2 separate regions of the Anser cygnoides genome follow, and region 2 is linked to region 1. Evidence: chromatin contacts called from public Hi-C data. All regions are on one chromosome and are shown on one strand. The core of a region is the stretch at or near the end of the contact, and the rest is flanking DNA. Distances in the headings are between cores, read along the strand shown. Region 1 overlaps LOC106034424 (a long non-coding RNA gene). Region 2 overlaps HTR4 (5-hydroxytryptamine receptor 4).

Region 1 (5,848 bases), core at 1,407-3,906:
GTGCTCAAACACTGGTGGATAAGTGGGTTCTTTGCTCCTAAAGCAAGATCATTTACAATTAAAATAAATTGAAGAGCTAAGGCAAAAAAGAGTTAAACATTTTGGGATCATGTGGGTTTGTCTTTTTTTTTTTCTTCACAATGATGTTTTCATACAAATCAGTGCTGGAGCAGTGAGGCCAGGAACTTGTGCTCCATCCTGCAGAACAGCTGGAGCCATATGCTGCCCATTGCGCTGGGTAAGCCTCGCGTTGCTGACCCAGCGGCTCACTGACAGCTTGTGAACACGCAGTATCAAATACGACTTTTAGCTCGTTAATCAGTTTCTTTCAGCACCTCTTCAGTCAGTTTTGTATCTCTAGAAAAAGTAGGCTGCCTGGCAAGCTGATTTGTCCAATGCTTTACCAACGTGCTTCAAGCATAATTCGGTGATTTATGGAACAGCCCTCTATTTAAAGTTGAGTGAGTGACCAAAATATAAAACAGAAAGCATTGCAGTGATGCAAGCAGTTGTCATGGAAACTTGCTCAGGCCAGCAACTATTATTTTCCACCATATCTTTCAAAAATCATAAATATCTGGTGTCGTGAACAGTAAATACTTGAGTGCTGCTCTTAAGAAAGCATCTGGCATTTTTCTTTGTCATGGCGAGCTTTCTGAATGTTTGGAGCTCAGTTCTCTAATGGTGGCTGGGAAGGGGTTGTTGAAGTCAGCTTGGTCTTTATGAAGCCCTAAAACTGCTTTGTTGAACGTGTCTTTTGCTGTAGTTACAGCAATTTGTAAAACTTGCAAATTGGAGCCTATGGTATATTTTCTAAGGAAAATCAGAAGTACCAATTTTTATTGGATTTATGACAAGTTAAAAAGTGTACGTGGGCTTTGAATTAAAAAGCGACAACAGAAAACTGGTATCGTGAAGACTCTGACTGTATTTATGCCTCAGTTGTCACTGTGCAGCTAAATGTTATGGAGAGTCAGAAATACGGTGTATAATTTGATATTTAGGAACTGCTTGTGCTAAACGTGCCTGTGTTCAGGTGGAGAGCCTCTTATTTACTGGCTGTTTCCAAAGGCCCTGATAAATACGGTTTTCCCAATTCCGTGCTCAAAGCACTGCCAGTGAACTTTCCCGCATAATCAAAGTGGTGACCTCCAGCACGTCTTTTACATGTTTCTAACCCACTTCAGAGTGCAGTTTCCTAGTTGGCTGTAGTATAGAAAATCCCATGACCTTGAATGGGACGCGTGATGCACTGAGGTACACCTTCTGTTCACTGGCAGTGTGAAGGGGCAGTAGGATGGATTCATGGTTCCTCTGTTTTTGAAGCTTTCTCCTTTCCTCTATCCTGCCTGGAGTCACAAACCTGTTTCTCTTAGATCCAGTGGGGTCACTAGGCAAGAGTAAGTTTGTTTTGTGCAATAGTAGCCTCACCTGAACTCAGGGCCTTGATCTAATAGAAATGTTCTGTATTTGACTATTGGGTGCTGGCACAAATTAAATCCCTGTCTAATTCTACCCATTTTCACTTCTTTAATTTCCCAACCACCCGTATACAACAATATTGACCAAAACACCCTCTTTGAATGTGCTGGCCAGCTTAGTGTGATTGCCAACACGCAGAGTCCACACTGTGCCACTGTGCCTAAGTTACAAACCAGCAATTCTCCTATCGGGAGCACAGAACAAACACAGGAAAATGATCAACAGGAGAGAAAAAGTAAAGAATAAATCAACTTTCATAAAGCCTATGCTTCCTGGCAAAGGCAGACTGCGAGAATGTTCCAGAGCACTGCCCTAAAACAACTGATGAGAGAGAGGGCACATTCTGAAGGCACAAAAGTTGCTGTGTGAACGCAAGCAGAATTACGCGTACACTGTCACCTTAATCTGGTTGTACCCTGAACTGTTGGCAAAGTTGCAGGGCAGGATACTTAAGTTTGACCACTTTCCATGAAAATGCCTTGTAAATTGAGCATTATGAAATATTTATTGTGGTTTTTATCAATTTGCACAGATCCCAAGGAAGCCTCTGTCACCTCATTATGGCCATTTCTAATAGCAAATATTTCAGAGAGCAGCTCCATTTCTTCTACCTCCTCCAGTCCCCCAGGAGCTCTTTTGTGGGTCACTGGTTGACATTGTTTTTTTTTTTTTGTTTGTTTGGTTTTTTTTGAATGTCACACAGAAAGTATGCCAGGCATGGGGTAAGAGAAATGGGTGTTTGTCACTGCTGAAGGATACATATCCCAAGCATCCTTCTGACGTATTTTTATAGATAACTGCATATGTTGCTCATTCAAAAGTTGTTTTCAGGATAAACCTGGAAACCAGGGAATGTTAATTCTTCTGAATTTAAACTGAAGCTCACTGAATCACAGTTAGGACAGCCTGTTGAGGGATGCTGCTATTTTTTTAAGCTGGTAAAAACAAAATAAACTATCCAATAAACAACTGCATGCTAGGAATTTCAAGATAGCTGATGATGTTTGTATCTTCATTACCCCTGGGATGACATCATTCAGTTAAATACAAAGCTGAGCTCATGAAAGGGAGCATAAGGAGTTTTCCATATCATCCTTTATTGTGTGCTCACATCTGGGTCAGCACTAAATTAAAAACAAGATCATCGTGTCATGGCTCTTGACAAAGGAAGCCTATTGTGCACATACTATTCTGGTTATCTAATGGAAAAGGGTTGGAGTTGATGGGTTGTTTTATTCCCCACAGCCCATACAGCTGTCTCAGGACTTCAATACCATCAGATACTACACCCAAAGGTTTGTCTTATTAATATACTCGATATGAATAATGATAGCATCATACTAAAAACAAATTAATACAATTTTGAAAAGCAGTAACCCTCATGCTTCGTGATATAAATTGTCTTGGGAAGAAGGTGGTTGTTCATTGTCAAATTTCTTGCACCTTTCTCTATAATAACATGAGAGTTTTATCAGCTCACATATTATTAAAAAATATTTTCAGAACTAAGCATTCTTCCTCACCGCTTCTTGGATTGCTCTGTCAGATAGTAAGTGTTATCTTGAAAGAAAAAACTAACTGAAGGTTTACAGTCCATGATTCATGCTCTACAGTGTGACAGAAAACTGAGATACAACTTGGCCAACGATTCCAGAACGAGTTGTGTAACTTTTGGCTCAAAGAAAATGTTTTTCCCTTCCTCACTTGCATAATAAATAAAAGATCAAGAAGTGAAGAAATGCAAATAATGTTATCGATGAGAGTAATGAGACCCCGAAACAGCTTCTGGGAGATCTGGTGTTTTCTTCGTCTTAGAGGGCTATTAATTACAGAGTGATGTCTGTCTATGGTACAGTCTTAAATTCAGCTGCAGTCTGTTGAGCTCTGTTCAGGAATTACTGGATGAGATATAATGACCTTGACTGGGCTGGGGTTTGAGTGTAGGATCTGAACAGTCTTTCCTATTTTTAACATTTCTGAAGCAATATGTGCCCAAAGGAGGTTTACATATTAACAGAATTACCACTGGAGATGTTTCTCAACCAGGGAGAGGTAACCCTTAAATGGAGGAATAAAGGTAATTGGCAGTGGAAGAGGGAGGCATCATAATGTTTTTCATTCTAAAGCAGAAAAATCTCACCCTCCTACATCCTCCCACCATATCTCTCAAGGTTAAGTATTTTCTGTAGCCCTCTGAAATGAAATGTGGCAGCTTCATCACTTTTATCAGTTGCATATAAGCTTATTATTTCTTTTCTAGTAAATATTTGGACACAGGGTCACCAGAAAACTTGACTTTGAAAAAGTTCAGTTAACAGAAGAGATACACAAATATTGCCCTAGAGGACAGCCCCCAAGAAAATAACAGGGACAGGAGCCAGAGTCTTTACATTCTTCCTGGCATGTTTGTTCACAGTCTTAATTTATTTAAACCTAATGGGATTCAGGAATGATTCCAGTACTTTTGTCTCAGTTATCTCAATCAGATAATCCTTCCACATACCTATAACCCCATTTGAAAGTGATTTTCTAATTAATTTTCTAAAATAAATGTACTTAATTTCCACACCATTTACTCCACATCCCTGTTGTCTAACCAAGTAAAAAATATAACTTGAGTTTAGATAATCTTGCCTCTCATTGTAAGTATTTCTTTTCCTGATCTTCTGAGGGAGGTTTTTTATTTGTCTTGTCTTCATAAATCTTCCCATTTGCTCTTCAGATTAACCTTGCTGGTTTTCAGCACAGGGGAGCATAAAATAACAACTCATCTGTTGTACCAGGAGCTGGAAGCACCTGCCAGTATAGAGATATTGCAGGGATCTGTCCCTTTGTTTAACATTAGCATTCAAGGACTAAGTAGACTGCATAATATGAAATGATTTGTATGCACAAGCAGAATAAGCTTTGCTTGGATTTTCTTCTGTTAAGCAGTTTTCTAATTTGCATATTAATATTACATTAATTAACAGAAGGTTACTGCCCACCAAACCTGTCATTAAGAGTTAAGTTTTCTCATCTGATAGACGTCTCCTTTTCCCAGGTCTCCTAGCACAGATACATCTGGAACACACAGCAATCTTCGGAAAGGCTGAATAAAGCTAGAGATGTTCATTACCAAGGTAAGGCACAGCTGTCAATTCAGCTTCTTACAGATGCTGCCAAGGTGTCCCAGCACTTGAGCTTCTCCCTGTCTATAATTCCACTACGGCACTGCTCCACTCTTTGAAAAGCATTGTATTTTCTCTGTTATTGAGCTGTGCGCACACGTGCAGCTCCATATAACTGGCATTTAAATTAGAACTGTTTGCCCTGGGAGGAAGGGGAATCTCCATCCTCCAAGACATTCACACCTTGAAGAGGCATAGCCCTGGGCAACACGTCCTGACTGTGAAGCCAGATCTAATGGTGAGGCTGGTCCTGCTTCAGGCTGGGGCAGGGTGGTGGGGATGGTGAGGCTGAACCAGAGATATACAGAGCAGCGATTTTCTAGCGGTGACACTCCTGTATTTGTTCTGGGCAGATGGATCTCACTGTTACGAAATGAACCGCCGTTGTTTGAAAAAGATGTATTTTCTTCTGGGTAGTCTTCTCTTTGAAACGCCTTATTTGTGTTCTGCAAGAAAGGCCTTTCCCAGCTTTTAGGGAGCCTGGATTCACTGCAAGCAATTCCATGTACTACTTTTTAGAAAGTATATTGTTGGCAGGAGATTCACAATAGCTTGTATTTACCAAATATCTGATGAACTCTGTATCTGAATGCCGAAGAGTTTTTCCCACTCTTTTCAACTTTGCACTTTCTGTGTTATTAGTTATGAGTAGACATAACATATTTACAGATGCTGTCTTCTAGGAAATTTGCAACAACAAACAGACCCCTGCTCTCCCCTGCCCTTGTCCTCAGATGCCTTAGTTCATATTAGAAATATTTCCTTTTCCCTGAAGCACATACGTTTTCCATCCACCGTTACAGCCAATGAACGAATTTCCCCCTCCCACTCTCAGAGTGGTTTTGAGTATTCGCGTTAAACAGATATAAAATGTTTTGGATAAAAGCAGAATATGTTCTGCTTTTCTTTAGATGCTCCAAATGTTTCTGCAGAAATTATGGATTAATCTGCATGCAGAGAAAGGCCAAAAATAATTTTTATGTTGGAATTAGTTGTGTATGCATGTGCATTTAATATAGAATATTATATTAAACAAACAGAGGCGCTTTACCTTAAAGTTGATGAAGGCAATATACGATCATTAAGGAAACAATTTTTTTATTTTTCATTACTTCTGAGAAGTCATTTTATTGCCAAAATTATTTCCACAACTTCTTAGATACTGCATTTTTCTTAATTTATGTTCTTAAAACTGT
Region 2 (5,848 bases), core at 1,398-3,897, 210 kb after region 1:
AGACCTTTGCTTGTGCTTGTAATCTCTTGTTGTATATAAATGAACAAACCCAAATATTTACTTTTGGATCTCTGAATTGTGGTACTGTTTCCTATCCAAAACTGAGCTATCTTAAAGCTAATAGCTGAACCTAGTATTAGCTGGGGAGGACATTGCCACATCCTTGGCTAACGAGCACGTTTGAGAAGTGTGATTTCAACCACAGATAGCAACAAAATTAAAAGTTCCCAAACATCCCTGTGATATCGAGATGATCAGCACTGAGCTCTTGCTTAAATGTTCCTGTTTTGAAGATGGACTCGACCTGGAGAGCGCTGGGGTTGTGCTCCCACAGCTCCCACTGCGAGGTGACAGGGAGACACGAGGCTACAAAGGACTGGAGTGTGAGCGGAAGGGAAGGCTTAGGTTAGACACGAAAACAAGATTAACACAAGAGAAAATAAAAACTATTACTCCATGGAGCAAGAAGATAAAGGAACATGCATTGTTTTGGAGGCACAAACAAAACAGAGAGCAGAGAGTCATGCGTGCTAATGTTGACCTGGAAACCTGCCCTTCTCTATGTCTGAGTGTTCTCCAACCGAGAGCAAATGCACCCAATTAACCCAATTAAACTGGTGTGAGGGGAGGACCCTGGGCCCTTGGAGGTGCTGACAGCCAGCACGGTGAGAGCAGGGCACACTCAGCACAGAGGCCTGTGAGCCTCTTCCCAAGAGTCCCGTTGACTCTTAAGCTCACGGGGAGGTAAGATGACTTTAAAACTGCACCGAGCAAACGGCAGCAAAGTAAGGTTGAAACGACTAAAAGGGCCTCGGGAGCTTATTGCTGCCTCTCCCTTAGAAGTTATCGATGTGTAAAGACACAATAATGTGAAGAATTTGGGATGCGGAAGACACTGACTCAAGAGAGGGGCAGTAATGTGACCTTCTCACCCAAGTAACAGTCAGATATATGCTCAACAACATTTTCTTCCGTATTTTCTGCTGAAGGACATTACCTATAACCTGGCTCCTTGTCCATTCTCAAAAAGTAACAGTGTCTGGATTTGTCCTTGTCAGTAGCTCAGAAACAGCCCCACAGCTGACATTTTCATACTTCTCTTCTTGAACCCGCTTCCGTCCCTCATCTGTCCACTTTCCCCAGCTCCCTCAGCACCTCTCCAAAGCAGCCAGGCGCGACTTCCCCTCGGAACAGCCGGGAGCTACCCGCCTTGTCGGGGCAGGCGTTCGAAGCAGCTGGATCATCACAAAGCTCCCAGCTTTGTGCACAATCATACCAATCACATCAGGGAAACTCGGAATTTCTGGTGGCTCCAAATGGCCTCCAGTCGCCTCATGTACACCCAGAGAGCAATTCAGTTACCAGCACTGAAGCAATTCCAGCTGCCTGTGTTGTAGCAAAGTGTTTTTCTCACTGAGCTTTCCAACTTGGGAGTGATTGAAAACCACTAAGCGAGATCTCACAGTGACTAACAACAGTCTGAAAGCTACGACACTTGGTAATATATTGCTGCTTAACTCCTGTGGGAATTTCAGACTGTGTGGCTGCGAACAAGCCATGGAGACACAAAACCAGAATACTGATACGGAGACAGCAGCCAGATGATTCAGGAGGACGCATGGCTTAGGGAAAAAGCTGTTCTTAAAAAATGAGACTGTCAGGGCTGAGAAATAAAATATTTACAGAGACTATCTAGTCAGATAATGTATTATATAGGCATTAGGATTGCAATACTACAAGCTGAGAAAAAAAAAAATATGGGGACACCCAAGAAATAGCTGCAGATTTCTGCCTGGGACATGGGCATGCCCTGAGCACATGTGCTGCTAAAGGTGCTGCAAAAGGTGTGCCACAGATCAAATGGGGATTTCTGGATAGGGATTCCCCAGCTCCTGGGAAAAAATAAAAATAAAAAAATCTCAAGCTTCCTTTTGATTTATTTAGTTTGGCTGAGAACAGCTAAGCATCTTGCTTTCTTTTTATGGGAGTGATTCCATGGGATTTCTCTCCTGAAGTGAGAACTGATGACACCAATCACTTGAACTCTCTTCATTCTGAATAGGCCAAGAAACATTAATTTCTTCCAGCCCTTTCATACAGCTGGCATGCCTGGGGTGTAATAATTCTGTCACACGGATAAACTGTGCTGCTATCAGAGGAAAAGATCAGAGAAATTAAGAACAGGCTAATCTAGCTGCTGTCTCAGGGAGGGCTTGTAAAGGAAATTTTGTATGTGTTTTGGCAGCACTTTATCTGTGCTTCAAGTCTCCAGCTGCCAAAGTCTTAACTTCTAGCTGGTTTATAGATATGTATGTGTTTGGCCAAAAAATGGGTGTGTTCTGGGGCTAAACATAAGCTCCTCATTAAACAAACTTGGTTGGTGAGGCTGCTGTAGCAGTGCTACTGAACAGCGTGTTCCCGGTATGTGCCTTCATGACCTGAGCGTGTCACAGCTGCTTTGCCTAGCCAGTTTTGAACTGCTCAGTTTCATCTTCTCCAGCTGTAAATCATGTTGCTTAATTAATCCTCATTAAGTGTTGCGGGCATCTCTCAAGCACAGTAATCTCTTTATTTAATTAGAGTAGCATACCATATAATGTTCTCTGTTTGATGGGATGTTTTGCCCAATAGTTTAATCCAGCAACTGAAAGAATTAATTAGGTCTTAGAATATGTCTCTAAACGGGTGGCCAAGTAAACTGTGTGTTTATCACAAATGCCTGGACTCATCAGTCATCTCATCATAACCTATTGCTGGTATACACACAGAATCAGAAACACACTGCCTGGTTCTGTGGCTCTAAGATCTCTGTAGGTTCTTCTGAAGTAGAATTCAGGTTAATATTAAACAGAGATAATCTGGCTTTCATCAGCCAAAAGGTTTGGCCAGCGCCCAGATGGGTTTACAGATTTGCTCTTGTTCCATAAACATTTCCTGCGAGCTGCTTCCACCTGCACCCCCGTCCCCATGGGGTTATGTCCTAATCACCTCCCAGCACGGACCGACTGCCAGGAAACCTGGTACACAGTGAGCCCTCGTGTGAGCACACAGCCTCCACAGTGCCAGACCCCGGGCTTTGGGATGGGCTCACTGCAAACAGGACATTTCCTTCCCACCTCCTGCTTGGCAAGGCCATGCTGGTGCCTTCTCTTAGCAAAGCCCAAAGCCGATTGCTTCTCCCTCTTCCTTGCCGAGTCAGCAAAAAATGAGCACTGTGGGGTTTTCGTTTGTGCCTCCTTATTGTTGTGCCTCTGTCCCTTTGCTGCACTGGCTGTTATTGCTGCAGCCATACAAATGGAAAAGAGCCCAGTGGGAACTGCACTGGCCACCAGGGCGGGCGTACGGCTCCTGATGGCTGATTAAGATGAGCGCTTTCTCTCCACTCGTACAGACATACCACACACACAGGCAAACACGTTTTAAGGGAAAAGCACAACACTTCCTAAAGAAAAACATGCAAAGCCTGACTGATTTGCTATCAAAATTTCCATGAACTTTCTGCTGCTCCTCAAACCGAGCAGGGAGGTTTAGATGCAACAGCGATCTCTCCATGTGCAGGACACTTGGGTTTTGCTGGTTGGGAGCCAGGTGGGAACATGATGATCCTTGGAGACTCAAAAACAGGCGCTGAGGAGGGAATTACTCTAAAGCAGCACACGGCTTTCATTCATACTTCAGGAACCGACTTCATCCAAATGGGGAGAAAATCCAGCTGGCCCCAAGCCCTCACAAGCATAAATGCTGGTTTTCCAGTACATATGGCAGTACCATTCAAAGAGCTATGACAATGATACTGTTTATAGCTCTGAAAATGGCGCTGCCATCTGCACCACGGTGTGGCAGCTGCGATCCCAGGAAGCGGCTCAGCAGCAGGATCAGTCCCGGGCCCCGCTCTTCTATGTGCTCAGGTGTCCTGCTAAGGCACAGCGCAACCCCTGGGGCAGAAGTTGGGATAAATGAGAGCCGAGGTGCAATTCGGGTTGAGAAATCCCTGACATCTTAAAGAAAATCACCCTGGATGTTCCTGTGGTGGCTGTCTGGAGGGAAGAACAAGGAGGAGCTGTTTGTAAGAGGCCTTTCTCTCTCCTGATTCCGCCCAAGAATTGGCACATTTTCTTCCCTTCAGTTTTGATTAAAGTCAGGATGCAGCAGTGGAAACGTACCATGCTGCCTTCATGGATTAGCGTGGTTAGGGAACGCACGAGCGTGGTCCTGTGGCGCTCACAGGGCACGATGCACATGCTGCACCTACTGAGCAAATTACCAGACAGGCACTTTCCAATTAAGCCCAGCGTGCTGCTCGCAGTGAAGTGCTGATAATTATTTTTGCCCTTTCCAGCTGGAAGACAGCTCTTGGCTGGATATTTCCAATTGCTCCTTGAAAGCAGTCTTAAAAATTGAAAGATCTGAGCTTTGGAAAATCGTATGGGCCCTCATTTGTGCTGCTGAGACATCTTTCCAAAGCTGTTGTGAGCCTGCAACCATAACTGCCACCACAGATTATCGTCATTGCACTAATGCATCGTTAAAGTACGAAAAAAGACAAAAAAGAGCCGTTCCTTCTCCTTGGCAGTGGCATCCTACCTGCAGTCTCTGAGGGGGGTTAGGGGAAAAAGGTTGGGATACAAGTTGAAAATACTTTTTTTTGAAGGGTTTGGATCAAATGTGTTCCTACAACAGGCACAGACGGCTTTCTTCTCGGTGCATTTAAGCCTCAGAAAAGCCCAGCAGGATTGCAGATTACTTTCCTGCAGTCTCACTGAATGCCTCGTCAATAAGTGTGACAAAACCAAGCGGGGCATATAAACAAGGATGAAAAGAGAAGCAGAAGACCAACAAGCAGGTTTATCAACCCGGCTCTGTCTCTAGCCTGCATTAAATTGACCCAGAGCTGATATAACCTGCGGGTGTGATGGCGGCTTGGCCCAAAGACAGCTGACGTGCCATGGCCAGGAGAAGGCATGGAGAGGAGCCCCTGACGGGGACGTCTGCCACAAACCCTTTTTACCTTTGGCTTAACATGTCAGGGTGGCACCACTAACTCCGATTTCCAGAGCAAGGTTAATGCAAAGGCTATAATAGCATTCAGGGAGTCCATTTGTCTTGCAGAAACATAAAAAACTTTATTTTCTATTCACAGTATATCATAACAGGGGAGGGTCAGGCTGGGTGTTAGGGAAAGGTTCTGCACCCAGAAGGTGGTCGGGCATTGGGACAGGCTCCCCAGGGCAGTGGTCATGGCATCGAGCCTGCTGGAGTTCAAGTGTTTGGACAACGCTCTCAGACATATGGTCTGATTTTTGGATGGTCCTGTGTGGAGCCAGGAGTTGGATTCGATGATCCTTGTGGGTCCCTTCCAACTCAGGATATTCTATGATTCTATGATCCTATGATAAAGGGCTGTAAGGACAACGCTATCTCAGAGAAAACATCTGTATAGTTTGAGCATGGATTGCGTAAATGACAATTTGATTTTAAAGACTTGGCAATACTGTTAATTTACTGGGCACATGAAGGGAATATATATAAGCAGGGTCCTGTATTTTATGAAATTATCGTTCAGAAGCACACTACATCCTCCTTTTTTGACTACAAGGTTTTCTGAGGCCATGGCTCTCCTTTCGTCAATATTTCAGGAAATGTATGCTGTCAAAACTTCACGAAGAATTGTTTAAGGGACTAGGGCGTAAAACTACGTTTCTGTTGCTCTGGCTCTGGAGGCAATCAAAACACTGCAGTGCTGGTTCATTCTGCCAGGATGCTCTAGCTCTCTGCCCCCGGAGCACAGTCAGCCCTGAAGGCAGGCTGGGAGAGTTTCAGTAGAAAAAGCCATTTTGCTGAGGCTGAA

What was found. A called contact is a pair of places that touch in the nucleus more often than the background predicts.
Region 2: a Hi-C map of liver shows a contact between it and region 1, with 8 times the contacts expected there. The contact joins two enhancer-like sites. A contact is called at or near these places in 2 of 7 Hi-C or Micro-C datasets (both in liver).

What each region holds. Positions count from the first base shown.
Region 1 is chr14:19,597,330-19,603,177 of Taihu_goose_T2T_genome, forward strand. LOC106034424 (a long non-coding RNA gene) reads left to right here. Exons shown (of 3, transcript XR_001206056.3): 2 at 4,526-4,604. Among named protein-coding and RNA genes, the nearest start is that of ADRA1B, 44 kb to the left of the region's middle. Within about 2 kb of position 2,657, at least 2 of the 3 cell types and tissues checked have open chromatin away from gene starts, as enhancers often do. A contact at or near this core is called in liver, where this site is marked.
Region 2 is chr14:19,804,549-19,810,396 of Taihu_goose_T2T_genome, forward strand. The region is part of intron 6 of HTR4 (5-hydroxytryptamine receptor 4); the gene reads right to left. Among named protein-coding and RNA genes, the nearest start is that of FBXO38, 57 kb to the left of the region's middle. Within about 2 kb of position 2,648, at least 1 of the 3 cell types and tissues checked has open chromatin away from gene starts, as enhancers often do. A contact at or near this core is called in liver, where this site is marked.